Linked DNA regions of Mus musculus: all the other regions are linked to region 1. A link is a contact called in public HiChIP or PLAC-seq and Micro-C data. All regions are on one chromosome and are shown on one strand. The core of a region is the stretch at or near the end of the contact, and the rest is flanking DNA. Distances in the headings are between cores, read along the strand shown.

Region 1 (4,181 bases), core at 834-3,333:
CCACCTGCCTCTTCCTCCTGAGTGCTGGGATTAAAGGTGTGGGCCACCATGCCCAGCTTTTTTACAATTGCATGTGTACCCCATCAGGAAAGAGGGAGGGCGTGTTAATGTCCCTTTGCACCAGGGTGACAGTAAGTGGGGTGGGCAAGCAACCTACTGCTTGAAGGATTTCATTAGAACTTCTCTGTTGATATAAACATTTAAATTGAATGTTCAATGTCAAGTAGATGCTTGTGAAATTAAGGCTCTCCCATCATGCCCTGTGCTGCGTAACAATGGATGGTGTTCACTATTCCTAAGAAAAATGATCTATTGGAAATCAATGCTGTGTCCAATTGTCCAATTGCTTTGTTGATAACCAGTTAGATGAGACCAGATAAGTCATTTTAATTGCTTCCATTCTGCATTCTCCTGCCAGCAACTTTAGATTGGCTCATCTTGATATAGCCTGTCCATAGTTCAGCACAGAACTGGCATTTTAAAAGTCACTGGCAATAGAAAGTTTGAAAGGAAAAAATGACACCCCCCCCCCCACACACACACCAAGCTGTGCCTTGACCCCTGCACCTCTTTGTGAATAAATCCTCAGGGCCCTTCCTTGTACTTAAGGTAACTGTTTCTTCTTTTCCTGAGCAAGACAGTACCTCAGAAACCTCAGAAACAACAGTCTAGCACAGCCCCCAAATGAGATATGTGCCACTGAACGCCCAGAAGTGGCTGAAGCACTCCCAGGGAGCCATGGAGTAATCTCGGGGCTATCATGGAGTATCAGGGTGCGTAGCCTGCAGCCAGGAGCTTTTCTGATAAAAGAAAAATTATATAGTAACAGACCCTGGTCCTTGAGGAGTAGAGAAATTGTCACTGCTCTTTTATGCACTGTGAGTTTTCGCCTAATGTAAACTCCAGCAGTCTTCCAGCTCTCCACCTGCAAGCTAATCAAGGCTCTTTGGTTCTTACAGAGGACAGAGGTTTAATCTTGGCTTCCTGTCCCCAAAGATCTGTCTCTCTGTGTGGCAGAGATCTCATACGGGACCTGGAGCTCTAGAATGATGGTTGCCACGATTTTGGGGTACATATCAGATAGATGCCTTGTGAGCTCCTAACAAGAAGGAAGTGAAGTGTGTGTGTGTGTGTGTGTGTGTGTGTGTGTGTGTGTCCACAGACTATGAGTGGAGGTCAGAAGGCAACTTTGAGAGTTGGGAGACCAAACTTAGGCCATCAGTCTTGGCAGCAAGCACTTTTGTTCATTGGGCAATCTTACTGGTCTTTTACTTAGACTTTCTTTCTTTCTTTCTTTCTTTCTTTCTTCCTTCCTTCCTTCCTTTTTTTTTTTTAATAGAAATAGAAAACCAACTTAATACTGGAGTTCACAATCCTTGATCTATAATGTAACTCATTTTACAAACCCACAATAGCTCTACATGGAATATTTTCTATATTATACTGTATTATCTAGTATATATAATATACTTCCATGTTGGAAGAGCTAAGTAACACCCACAGCAGTTACCACCATGTGTAGCGAGAGATGGGTGGTCTGTTCAGAGCCTCAGAGCTGATTGTGGGGTGTAATCACGAGCCTTCTGCTTTGGGGTCTAACGACGTGTTTGGAAATGTGGGTGTGGCTGACTTCTCCACAGTCTGAAGGTTTCCACTGTTCCAGATGGCCAGTAAGGAATGCGTGGCCCACCTCTGTGGGATTGAGGAAGCTAGGTGGTATTTCTCGGCAAAGAACACAAAGGAAGTTATTTATGACTTATGCGTTCTTTCAGGTACTAGGGGTGTTTGATTGTATTCATAAGTCGTCTATGAAACAAAATAATGTGTTGGAAAAGCAGAGCTCACTCACGGGGATAGTGATTTTCCCGAGACTAGAGTGTCGAATGACCCCTCCGGGGAGTAGAGGCACTGGCTTAGCCCTGGCAATGCTACAATAGCGTGCCTTCTATATCAAGACTCTGAGGCACCAGGCCGTAGAGCCCCGGCTGGCGCACTGTGAGCACAATTTAGAGCTTGTGATGATTTGAATGAGACACATCTCTTAGGCTCCTGTGTTTGAACACGGCCCCAGCTGGTGGCGCTGTTAGGGAGGGTTGTGGAACCTTGTAGGTGGTGAAGCCTCACTGGAGGAAGTGGGTTACTGTAGGCTGGCCTTGAGGTTTTATGAAAGCATTTCCGGTCTCACTTCATTCTCTGCTCCCTAACAGAGAAGGGACCATTCCTAAGAACCAGCTCCCTCAAGATCCTGCCTTCTTGTATTCGCCATCTGGAAGGACTGTTCCCCACTCCCAGCCGTACCCCTACCCCCACCCCCATCCCCACCCCTTAAGCCATGAAGCAAAATAAACTGGTTCTCCTTTAAGCTGCTTTTCGACCAGAGTGAGAAAAGTAATTCAGCAGAACCTAAAGAAAGGTGTCCTGCCAAGCCTGGCCAGTGTGAACAACAGAGCCAGCAGAGCCAGCAGAGCCAGCATTCCTGTGTTAGACTCTCGCCAGCATCTCAGGCATACCCCATCAAGAACTCTCTGCGAGACAGCCCTGCGGAAAGCCGAAGCCGAGCTGGTGTTTCTGGGGGCTACACTGGCACGGAGACATCAGATACCTCCAGAGCACAAGCAGCCAGGCACAAGTGCTCAAGCCAGTTAGAAACAGCGGCAGCGTCTAGGGAGAGGTGGAGTCCCCGGGTTTGTTGTTTTCCCCTATCAAATTTCTTAGAAAATAGTTGAGGTCAGCGTGTGTTTTGTATCACTTGCATGGAATGCAACAAAGAAGGAGGAGACCACTTTAGTATGAGCTTCGGGTGGAGGGATAAATTTTACTCTCTCTTTATGCTGTGGGCAATGTGTTAACATGCCGCTGGCTGAATTACCCTCGACTTAAAACACCTGAAAGCAATAAATCCAAGTCCTATCAGGTGACTCATGGGAAAGGCATGCCGCTCTCCTCTTCCAGTCCACAGTCCGTGAGTGTGCATGCCAACCACCATCACCTGGAGGCTCATTGAAAACGGTCCGCTGTGTTTCTGATTGAGTGTATTTCTGGGCTGGAACGTGGCCCAGGAATTTGCATAGCAAAGGAACTCCCAAGATGATGCTGACATTGCAGCTCTGGGGTCACCCCCTAAGAATCCTTGTCTTAAGTAAGGGGCTAAGTTGCAGAGCAATGGAGACACCACAAAAACCTGACACACTGACACATGTGTCTATGATCCCAGAGCTCGGAAGATGGAGAAGCCAGAAGGGGTGGAGGAGGTGGCAGCCTGAAGATCATAAGGAATAATCTAATACATATCAAGATCAAGGCCCCCCTTGGACAGCCTCAATAATAAACAAACAAATTCACTACCCCCCAAAAAAGGCTCTCTTAAACCCAAGATTACTCACACAATTCTCTTCTCGGGGACATACCAGGGATCCTACCTGTTAAGGTTCACAATATTAGCCCAACATTTAAAACCATTTTTAAGATCCAACAGATATGCCACATGTCCCACCCAAGAGCTACTGAGACTCACAAGGCTGCTCTGCATCCCTTGTGATTTTGTGCCTTATCAGTGTGGTGGCTCTCCTCCTGCTGTGGTTCCTTCCATTGTCCTTGCTTGAGCCCTGCCCTGTGAATGCTCTAACAATCATACCAGACATCACTGCTCTGTCCCTGCCAGATCCAAGTGCTGGTCTTGCAGCCCTTCTTTCCTTACAGTTTTCTCTCCTTATAGTTGTTCACAGAATAGCAGAGCTTCTCTGGCCTCCTCTTTAAAGATCCCACACCTTCCAGTGGGATGTACCTTTTGAAGGGCATTGTGTCAGGAGATGAAGAGTCTACAAAGAAATATGGTGCACAGGTGTGATGGAAGATGTTGACAGTCAACCTAACAGGGTTTGGAATCACCTAGGAGACATACCTCTTGGCGTGTCTGTGAGGAAGTTTCCAGAGAGGTTTAGCTGAGTCGGAAAGACCTGCCATGAGTAAGGATGGCACTGTCCCATGGGCTGAAAGCCTAGACTGAAGAAAAAGAGAACTTGAACTGGGCAGAAGAATTCATCTCTCCCTGCTGCCTGACTGGAATCTACCTCAAGCCCCTATGGCCATGCTTTCCCTGTGAACCAAAATAAACCCTTCCTCCCTTCGTTAAGTTTCTTCTATCAAGTAATTTGTCAGAGCAAGAAGACCAGTAATTCGCT
Region 2 (4,181 bases), core at 1,177-3,676, 230 kb after region 1:
TGAACTCTTCATGTAGGCAAGGATGACCTTGAACAACTGTTTCTCCTGCCTCTGTCTCCTGCATGCTGGGATTGCTGGCATTATAATCTTGTCCCCATGACTGGTTTCCTGGACCCAGGGGATCAAACTCAAAGCTTTGTACATGGTAGGCAAGTACTCTATCAGTTGAACCATATCTCCAGACCTCAAGACACATTTTAGTTTTTAAAATTGTTTTATTTATTTATTTATTTATTTATTTATTTATTTATTTATGTGTGTGTGTAGCCGATGCATGTATGTGTATACATGCATGTGGAAGTCAAAGGACAAATGGAAAACTTTTGGAAGTCAGTTTTGTTCTTGTGGTGGTTTGAATATGCTTGGCCCAGGGAGTGGGCACTTAGGGGGTGTGGCCTTATTGGAGGGAGTGTGTCACTGGGTAGAGTAGGATTTGAGATCCTCCTCCTAGCTGCCTAGAAATCAGTCTTCTCTTAGTTGCCTTCGGAACATGCTGTAGAACTCTCAGCTTCTCAACTGACTGGCCTGCCTGGATGCTTCCATGCTTCCTGCCATGATGATAATGGACTGAACCTCAGAACTTGAAAGCCAGCCCCAATTAAATGTTGTCCTTTATAAGAGTTGCCTTGGTCATGGTATCTCTTTACAGCAATGGAAACTTAACTAAGACAGTTCTCTTCTTCTACCATGTGGATACAGCCTGGTGCTTGATCAAGCTGTCAGGCTTGATGACAACCATCTTGATCCTCTGAGCCATCTTGCTGGCCTAAGAGACATTTTAGAAGTTCATCTTTCTCCTGGATGGGAAGGGGCTCACAGGACTGAACCTCTATTGAGAAGCTAGAGACAGTTGGTGACTGCTGAGGGGGATAAAGTTGGCTTTCTTCCAGGGTGGGACCCTGGTAGGTTGCCCAGGCTACCGTACACAGTCCAACATATCCATGCTTCCAGACAAGACCAACTAGACATCTATATCAAGGCATCTAAACATCCATCCATTTCTATTGTCTGTCTGTATGTCTGTCTGTCTACCTATCTGAAAGAAGACATAAGGTGGAAAGGAGACAGGGAAGGACCTAAGAGGAGCTGGAGATGGGGAATGAGGAGTGGATTTGATTGAAACAAGACACATTCATGGAAACAAACAAACAGCGAAAACACTGAAAAGAGAAGTTCCACTTTGTCAGGAAATCCTCCAGTCCAATTTTTCAAATGAATTTCCTTTTGTCCTTTTGTCACCATGAGGCCTAGCTGAGAAGTTTCGCCCCTTCAAACGACCGTAACAAGCAACCAACAGAACTTATTCTGAAGAGTTTGCCCAGAGTTGTCTTTGAAGAGAGAACACAGTGAAAATGAAGGGCCCTGGAGTCATGTCTTTCTACTACCTGCCTCTTCCCCACAAACAGGATTAGAAGCTGAGTCACGTAGGAAGACACTTTGGGTTGGGCCTGACCACACCTGCATATAACTCTGGAGCTGCTGCTCCAATGCAGTGTGTTGTGCTCCAGACACTCAGGGAAGTGGGGTGCTTACAGGCAGCCTCTCACCGTCTGGCTAGGATGGACTTGTCTGTCAAGTTCACCACTCCGCTTAGACTGAGTCTCTCCCTCCCACCTGTGTTTTTTGTTTAATTTAAAAGGATTCGTTTATTTTATTTTATGTGTATGAGTGTTGTGTCTGTGTGCATGTATGTGTATCATGGGTATGCTTGGTGTTAAGGAGTTCAGAAGAAGGTGTTGGATCAGGTGGAACTGGGAGCTAGGACTAGAACTTGGGTCCTCTGCAAGAGCAGCTTTTAACGTTTAACTGCTGAGCAATGTGTCTAGACTGTCTATCTGTCTGTCTGCCTGTCTCTGTCTTTCTCTCTCTGTCTCTTTCACTCTGTATGTGTTTGCCACATGTACATTTGAATATACACATGTGAGGGTGGGTGTTCCTGCACATTTATGTTCATTCTACTGCAGGCTGGAGAACAACATCCTCTGTCAACCTTAGAAATGCCTTCTAGCTTTACTTTTTAAGACGGGGTCTTCCCTTGGTCTAGAGCTCACCACGTAAAGTAGGCTGGCTAAGGCACAAGCCCAGGAACCCTCTGTTTACTGTCTTCAGGCCTGGAATTTCAAGCCACACCACCATGACCAGCATCTTGAATTGAGGGTTTTGAATTCAAGCCTCTGTGCGTGCAGAGCAAGAGGGAACCCAACTGAGCAATCCCAGCACCCCAGCCCCGGCACTATGTCCTTTGCTGAACTGTACGTAATTTCCAGCCCTGGCTGTACATCCAACTCCTCTGAGAAGTTTTAGAGTAATCCCACTGCCTGAGTCAACCCCGTGGGCGTCCTGCTCACTGGCTTGAGCAGGGCTCTGCCTTCATCACAGTCTTTTTAAAAATCCCCAGATGCTTCTGATGTGGAAGCCAAGATAAAAACCACTGATTCAGCCAAACCCCAGTGAGGGCACAGATGAGCATGTGCCCAGGAATGGTGAGGTATTTAGGCAGGGCTCAGCACCTCCCATTCATTGGCATGCTAACAAAAATGAGCAAGGTTTCAGAGCAGAGCCCTGGAAGAAGTGAAATTCTTTTGCTTTGGAGACCTAGCCACAGAATGGTGGTTTCCTTGGGGATGGGTTGTAACTCACTTGTCTGATGTGTGTGAAACCTTGGGTTCCATCCCCAGGAAGGCATCAAATGGGAGGAATAGCACAGGCTTGCTTGTAATCCCAGCCTTTTGGAGAGTGAAGATGTTGGAACCAGAGAGTGATCTTTAGCTACACAGTGAACTGGAAGCCAGGAGTTCCTGTTCTTGAGACCTACCTGGGAGATTTGGGGGAGGTGAAAATATGGGGGGGGGGAGTCTCTCACTGAACCTGGAGCCTGCAGGTTCCATTAGGCATGGCTGGCTGGCCAGCTAACCCCTGAGAGCATCTGTCTTTGCCTCCCCGGAGCTGGGATGGCAGTCTACTGCTGCTCTTGCCTAAGTGCTGAGGGTCATCGTGCAAGCCTGATAAGAGCTTGACTAACTGAATTCTCTCTCCAGCCTATGGGGTCCTTCCTTAGCACTGATTATTGCAGAGGGACAGATTAAATTCATTGTTCCTCTCCCTTCCTATGTTCTGGAATAGTTCACAGCTTCTGCCTGCTCATCTAAGGCTCCTAGTAACATGGTTGAAAAGTATATTTTAACTATTCCGCTTTGTTGGAGGAATGTCTAGCCAGGGTGCTTTATATCATGTAGGATTTTAATCATCATCTTTGAAGGGCTAGAAAAATTGTACTTTTAGACTTGGGTGATGGCTTTGGGACTCAGTGGGTAAGAGTGCTTGCTTGTAAGCATGAAGACCTGAGTCCAAAGTTCTAGTTTGGGTGGTGGTGGCTACATGTGCTTTAACCCCGGTGCTCTGAAAAAAAGGGAATGAAGAATCACTGGGGCTTGCTAGTAGGCAACACAAACACACACATGTGCACACATACACATAAACACTCACACACAGGCACGTGCACATACACAGGTGCTTCCACATGCATACATGTGCACAAACACATGAACAAACACACATGCTTAACACCATGCGTGTGTACATACACATGGTTACACACACACACATACACATACAGGCACATGTACATATACACGTGCTTCCACACGAATAGTATTGTTGGGTTGCAGAGGTTGCCAAGGGGGTTATGTACTGTCGAAGCATAGGGATCAGAGTCTGGATTCCCTAGAACCCACATAAAAGCCAGCAATGTGGCCCGTGCTGTGCCTGCAGTTTCAGTACTTCTTTGATGAGATGGAGAATCCCCCGCAGCTCTCTGGTTTTCCTCAAGGAAGAAGGCAAGGGCTGACGTCCAACATATCTCCTGGCCTCCCCATGCATGTTCTTCTGCATGCACATGGACGGACACCTGCACATAGACACACACACACACACACACACACACACACTAGTGAGGATTATGTGATTATAAGCAGCGCAGACTCATCCTGGACAAAAAAGCAGAAGGTTGGGACAGTGGTGGGGTGAGAGGCCAGGAGAGGTTAGAACAGCATGGTGACCCATTCTTATGAAAAAACCATAGTGAAACCCACAGTTTTGTATACTAACTTTAAAAATCTCTCCTGGAGACTCAGGAAAGGAGGGTAAAGGAAGTCTCAGACAGGTTGGGAAGTTTCAGGCTG
Region 3 (4,181 bases), core at 1,064-3,563, 190 kb after region 1:
TCGGCACCCTCACCACACTGCACACTTCTCTACCTCTCATCTATCTGTGTAATTACTCTGGTGGTCTAGTTTCATTCTGTCACAGTTGTAAAGTACCCTAGAAAAAAATCAGTGTGTGTGTGGGGGGGGGAGGATTTAGCTAAGGATCTCAGGTGACAGTCCTTCATTGCAGAGAAGTCACAGTGGCAGGAGCTGGAAGCTGTGCATTCATGTCATCGGCATAGTAAAGGTGAGAGAAATGCGTGCGCTTAGCAGCCTGCTTGATGGCTCTGCTCAGCTGGCTTTCCTGGCTCTCACACAGGGCACTGCTCAGCCCTGAAACGGTGCCACCTAGGTTCAGAGTAAGGCTTCCCATCTCCCTGAATTATCTACACACTCCCAACAGACCTTCCCACCAGCCACCCCGATCCAGGCAACGCCTCCTTGAGACTGTTTTCACAGTTGATACTAAGCTGCAGCAAGCTAACATCATGGCTGCCTTGTCACCAAGCTACATCCCCAGCCCTAATAACCTGTTGGCCACTCACACAACAAAATGATCCCATTTATCTCAAAGAGACATGTCACAACAACTGCATGCATGTAAAAATAAATACGCAAAATACAGTGTGTGAGTGGGCGTCTCAAACCACGGATCAGTTTCTTAACACCCAAGAAAGAGCTCTCTGGGCTTCCAGGTCTCTGCATTTAGTGCAATTGAGGAGTAATTGCTTTTCATTCAAAGTGCTCATAGATTGAATGGCTCACTGCTTAAGCTAATACATCTTTGTTTTCTTTTTTCCTCTCCAGTTCTCTATCTCTCTCCAGTTCTCTCTCTCCAGTTCTCTCTCTCTCTCCAGTTCTCTCTCTCTCCAGTTCTGTCTCTTTCTCTCTCTCTCTCTCTCTCTCTCTCTCTCTCTCTCTCTCTGAGTGTGTGTATGTGTGTGTGTGTAGGCTATAGAATAACCTTGACTTCTATTCTTCAGCAACATTCATTACTTTTTTATTTTGAAACAAAGTCTCTCACTGGGACCAGGGGCCTTCTGGATAATCCAGGCTGGTCACCCAGCTAGCCTCAGGAATCCGGGCTCTGCCACCCAGCGCTTACACGACACACATGCACGTCCACGTCCAGCTGTTTAATTTTGTAATTTTGAGTAGGTTCTGAGGATCAAGCTTCATGCATTCAGTTTACAGACTGAGCTATCTTTTAACCTCTTCTTTTAACTCTCAGAGTGAGAATGTGTAGAGCAAAGTTCACTGTGAAAATGGAAACACCTTTCCGTTGGGATTTCAAGAGAGGGTTTCCAAGTTCAAACAGGCTTTAGCTGAAGTCCTCTTAACCCTTGTATGGAATGGCTAACCCAGCTCCTTAAAAGGGTGTACTGTTCCGGTCTCCTGTCCCCCAGGAGGCACCCACTTGGGTTGATGGTGTTATTAGAGGCCTGTATGCTCAGAGAGAAAGGAGGTCAGCGGCAGGAGCAGACATCAGTCTCTGGGATCTAAAAAACCAACAAGAATCTTAGTAAACATTTTTTTTCCAGAGAAAGAAAATAAGTACTTGGAGTTTGGATTGTGCATGGAAGTCCCCAAAGCATTTAGTCACAATGTCAAAAGAGAACCATAGCTATGAGGGGTTCCTTGATGTCCACACAGCAGATACCCTTCAGAAACACACACAGGCAAGCACTGGCTTCTCCTGCCTCTTCAGCCTGTGTGCTCAGCCCGCAGACCACACACTTCTGCCGGAGGTCAGCCACTGCCACGGGCAGAAGAAGGGAGAAGAAGGCCTTGGTAAATCTTACTTCTCATCCTGGCTCTGCTATCAGCAATGGTAACGCTGAAATTATTCAGGTTCTCTGACTCATCAACAAAAATTAAGATTATGTAACACTTTGTTGAGGCAGGCAGGGACCATGCTCTTTTTATTGATTATTATACAACAAACCATTCCAGAATTGGGCAGAGCATGCCTGTGTTACTATGTTTGTGTGTGTGTGTGTGTGTGTGTGTGTGTGTGTGTGTGTGTGTGTGTGTCTGTGTGTTGACAGTTCAGGAAGCATAGCTGCTATAGCTTGCCTGAATTCTGCTGTGTCAGAAACTCAGCTGAGAACTCAAACCCTGAGTGGCAGAAAGCCAAAATCACCCAGACCCCTGTTCCTTTGTGTCTGGCACCTGAGCCTAAATGGCACTGCTGACTCCAGTGTGACTTAACAGCTTCACCATGGGGTCTCATCCAGGTCTCACAAAAGTGGTGGCCTGTAGGTGAATGGACTTCTCTCATAGCAACAGGAATGCTCTGCCCTGCCCTGCCCTGCCCTGCCCTGCCCTGCCCTGCCCTGCCCTGCCCTGCCCTGCCCTCAGCACCCCTCCCACCGCTGGAGTATTATCTCAACATAGGCAACTGAGGAGAAACCCAACCTTGCTGCAGCCCACCCAAAATTATGTATTCTACTGTGCCCTGGAAGCCCTGAAAATGTGTTTCTATCACAGAGCACACTAGACCATCTTCTTACCAGAGGACAAAACTGGTTTCGGGATGGTGAAGGGTACCCCATGGGATCGGGCAGAAGCTCATGCTAGCTGGCCCCATGTCTCTGGTAGCTTTCTCACCTTGCACATACTGTCCCCCTAAGTCCCTTTCTGCTGGGAGTTCTTTCGCTATTAGTCATGTGGTCATACTCCTTGGTGACCCCACCTGGGAAAATCCCTGAATGTATCATGAGCCGCAGGTGGTGCCTTCCTAGCTCTGCTCTTTGAACCATGAACTCTGGGACAATTCCGGGGGCTCACGGGAAGTCCAAGTGAAGTTGGATTGTTGTTTGTAATCTGAAGGCTCCTAAGAAATCCTACAGAAGTCATTGGGTGCTCCCTGGGAAAGGTGCGTGAGAAAAGTTCTAATACATGACCTACGTACAATGGCTTGGATTGCTAGCCTAAGACAGAGTAAAGGGTAGTGAGGGACCAGGTGCGCTTCTGATACAGCTACTAATGACAATCTGCTAAGTGTGTGATGACTCACTGGTTAGAGTGTCTACTGCTCTTGCAGAGGACCTGGCTGGATTCAGTTCCCAGCACCCCCATGGTCATGGCCATTTGAACTTCAGTTCCCTGGGATCCACGGCTTCTTCGGAGTTCTGCCGACTCCTGCACAAACATGGTGCACTGCATTCATACATACACAGAAAATAAAAATTTTAAAGGAAATTAAAAGCACAAAACTAACCAAACCAAAAAAAAAAAATCGAAGACTTACTATAAAGAAAACATACTGAAGCATTATTTGAATACTTTAAGTGAGCTAGTACTATTTAAAAATCAGTCTTGATTTAACACTTATAACATGGCTATTAGAGATGGCAAATAAGATGCTGGTGACCTCTTGAGCTCACCCTTTCATAATCCTTTGCTCACTTGTGACCCACTGCCTGATCAAAAGCAATATAAGGAAGGAAGCGTATGTTTGGACTCATAGTCTAAGATGATGCCGTCCATAACAGCCAGGAAGGATTGGCAGCTAGCTGCTGGAGGCAGCTGCCGAGGTTACAGACGTTACACCTGCAGTCAGGAAACAGAGAAGACAGGAAATGGACGGGGCTGTAAGACCCCCAGGTCCGACCTTCTACACACTTCCTACAGTAGGGCTCTAATTCTTAAAGAATCCATGGGCTGGAGAGGCGGTGTCATGCTGAGGAAAGTTGGCCACTCTTGCAGAGGATCTGAGTTTGAATCCAGCCTCCCACACTGGTAAGCTCACAGCCATCAGTGGCCATAGCTCTCCGGGATCTGACCCATCTTCCACCCTGTCTCTGTCAGCTTCGGCACGTGTATGACACAGGTACGAACATACACATAAAACCACTCACATACTCACACACACTCTTCCATAATAGATTCCTCAGCTGGATATCCTGAATCTAGAGCACAGTGCCTATAGAGGACACTTCCCATTCAATGACCTCTTTATTCTTCCTCTGTCCTAGGCCCAGGTATGATAGCTAGGACTCAATCCCAGGAGCCCATGACATCAGAGAGCAGCCAGACTGACCCTGGCAGGTGACATTTGAAAGTTTGTTTCATGAGAGGAAATGTTTTAACCTTCAAATATCCTTAATAAAGGCAAATGACAACTCAAAGCCTTGAAGATCCTGGATCTATGACAAGGGAGGCGTCCCTTGATTGGTGACAACAGACAACAAAAC

The links. A called contact is a pair of places that touch in the nucleus more often than the background predicts. HiChIP or PLAC-seq counts read pairs in DNA pulled down with a chosen protein or histone mark.
Region 2: a Micro-C map of muscle stem cells shows a contact between it and region 1, with 6 times the contacts expected there. The contact joins two enhancer-like sites. A contact is called at or near these places in 3 of 15 datasets of contacts at CTCF or cohesin (CD8 T cells, the NIH/3T3 cell line and large pre-B cells), 17 of 484 Hi-C or Micro-C datasets (the C2C12 cell line, CD4 T cells, CD8 T cells and 12 more), 13 of 115 datasets of contacts at active chromatin or transcription factors (CD8 T cells, Th2 cells, bone marrow-derived macrophages and 10 more) and 1 of 9 other capture datasets (embryonic stem cells).
Region 3: a contact with region 1 is called in an HNF4G HiChIP or PLAC-seq map of pancreatic cancer cells. The contact joins two enhancer-like sites. A contact is called at or near these places in 2 of 39 promoter capture datasets (the C10 cell line and maxillary cranial neural crest), 1 of 15 datasets of contacts at CTCF or cohesin (CD8 T cells), 10 of 484 Hi-C or Micro-C datasets (CD4 T cells, ECoMG myeloid progenitors, ECoMG-derived neutrophils and 7 more), 8 of 115 datasets of contacts at active chromatin or transcription factors (CD8 T cells, the HPC-7 cell line, T-cell acute lymphoblastic leukemia and 5 more) and 1 of 9 other capture datasets (embryonic stem cells).

The regions. Positions count from the first base shown.
Region 1 is chr9:116,382,318-116,386,498 of GRCm38.p6, reverse strand. No RefSeq gene overlaps it. Among named protein-coding and RNA genes, the nearest start is that of Gm31559, 8.5 kb to the left of the region's middle. Within about 2 kb of position 2,083, at least 220 of the 459 cell types and tissues checked have an H3K27ac peak or open chromatin away from gene starts, as enhancers often do. A contact at or near this core is called in CD8 T cells, the NIH/3T3 cell line, the STO cell line and 6 more, where this site is marked.
Region 2 is chr9:116,151,301-116,155,481 of GRCm38.p6, reverse strand. All of the region lies in intron 2 of Tgfbr2 (transforming growth factor, beta receptor II), which reads left to right. Among named protein-coding and RNA genes, the nearest start is that of Gm31292, 8.0 kb to the right of the region's middle. Within about 2 kb of position 2,426, at least 94 of the 459 cell types and tissues checked have an H3K27ac peak or open chromatin away from gene starts, as enhancers often do. A contact at or near this core is called in CD8 T cells, the NIH/3T3 cell line, the STO cell line and 5 more, where this site is marked.
Region 3 is chr9:116,191,818-116,195,998 of GRCm38.p6, reverse strand. Gm4668 (predicted gene 4668) reads right to left here. Exons shown (of 4, transcript NR_152204.1): 3 at 3,002-3,144; 4 at 1,113-1,481. Among named protein-coding and RNA genes, the nearest start is that of Gm4668, 4.7 kb to the right of the region's middle. Within about 2 kb of position 2,313, at least 23 of the 459 cell types and tissues checked have an H3K27ac peak or open chromatin away from gene starts, as enhancers often do. A contact at or near this core is called in pancreatic cancer cells, where this site is marked.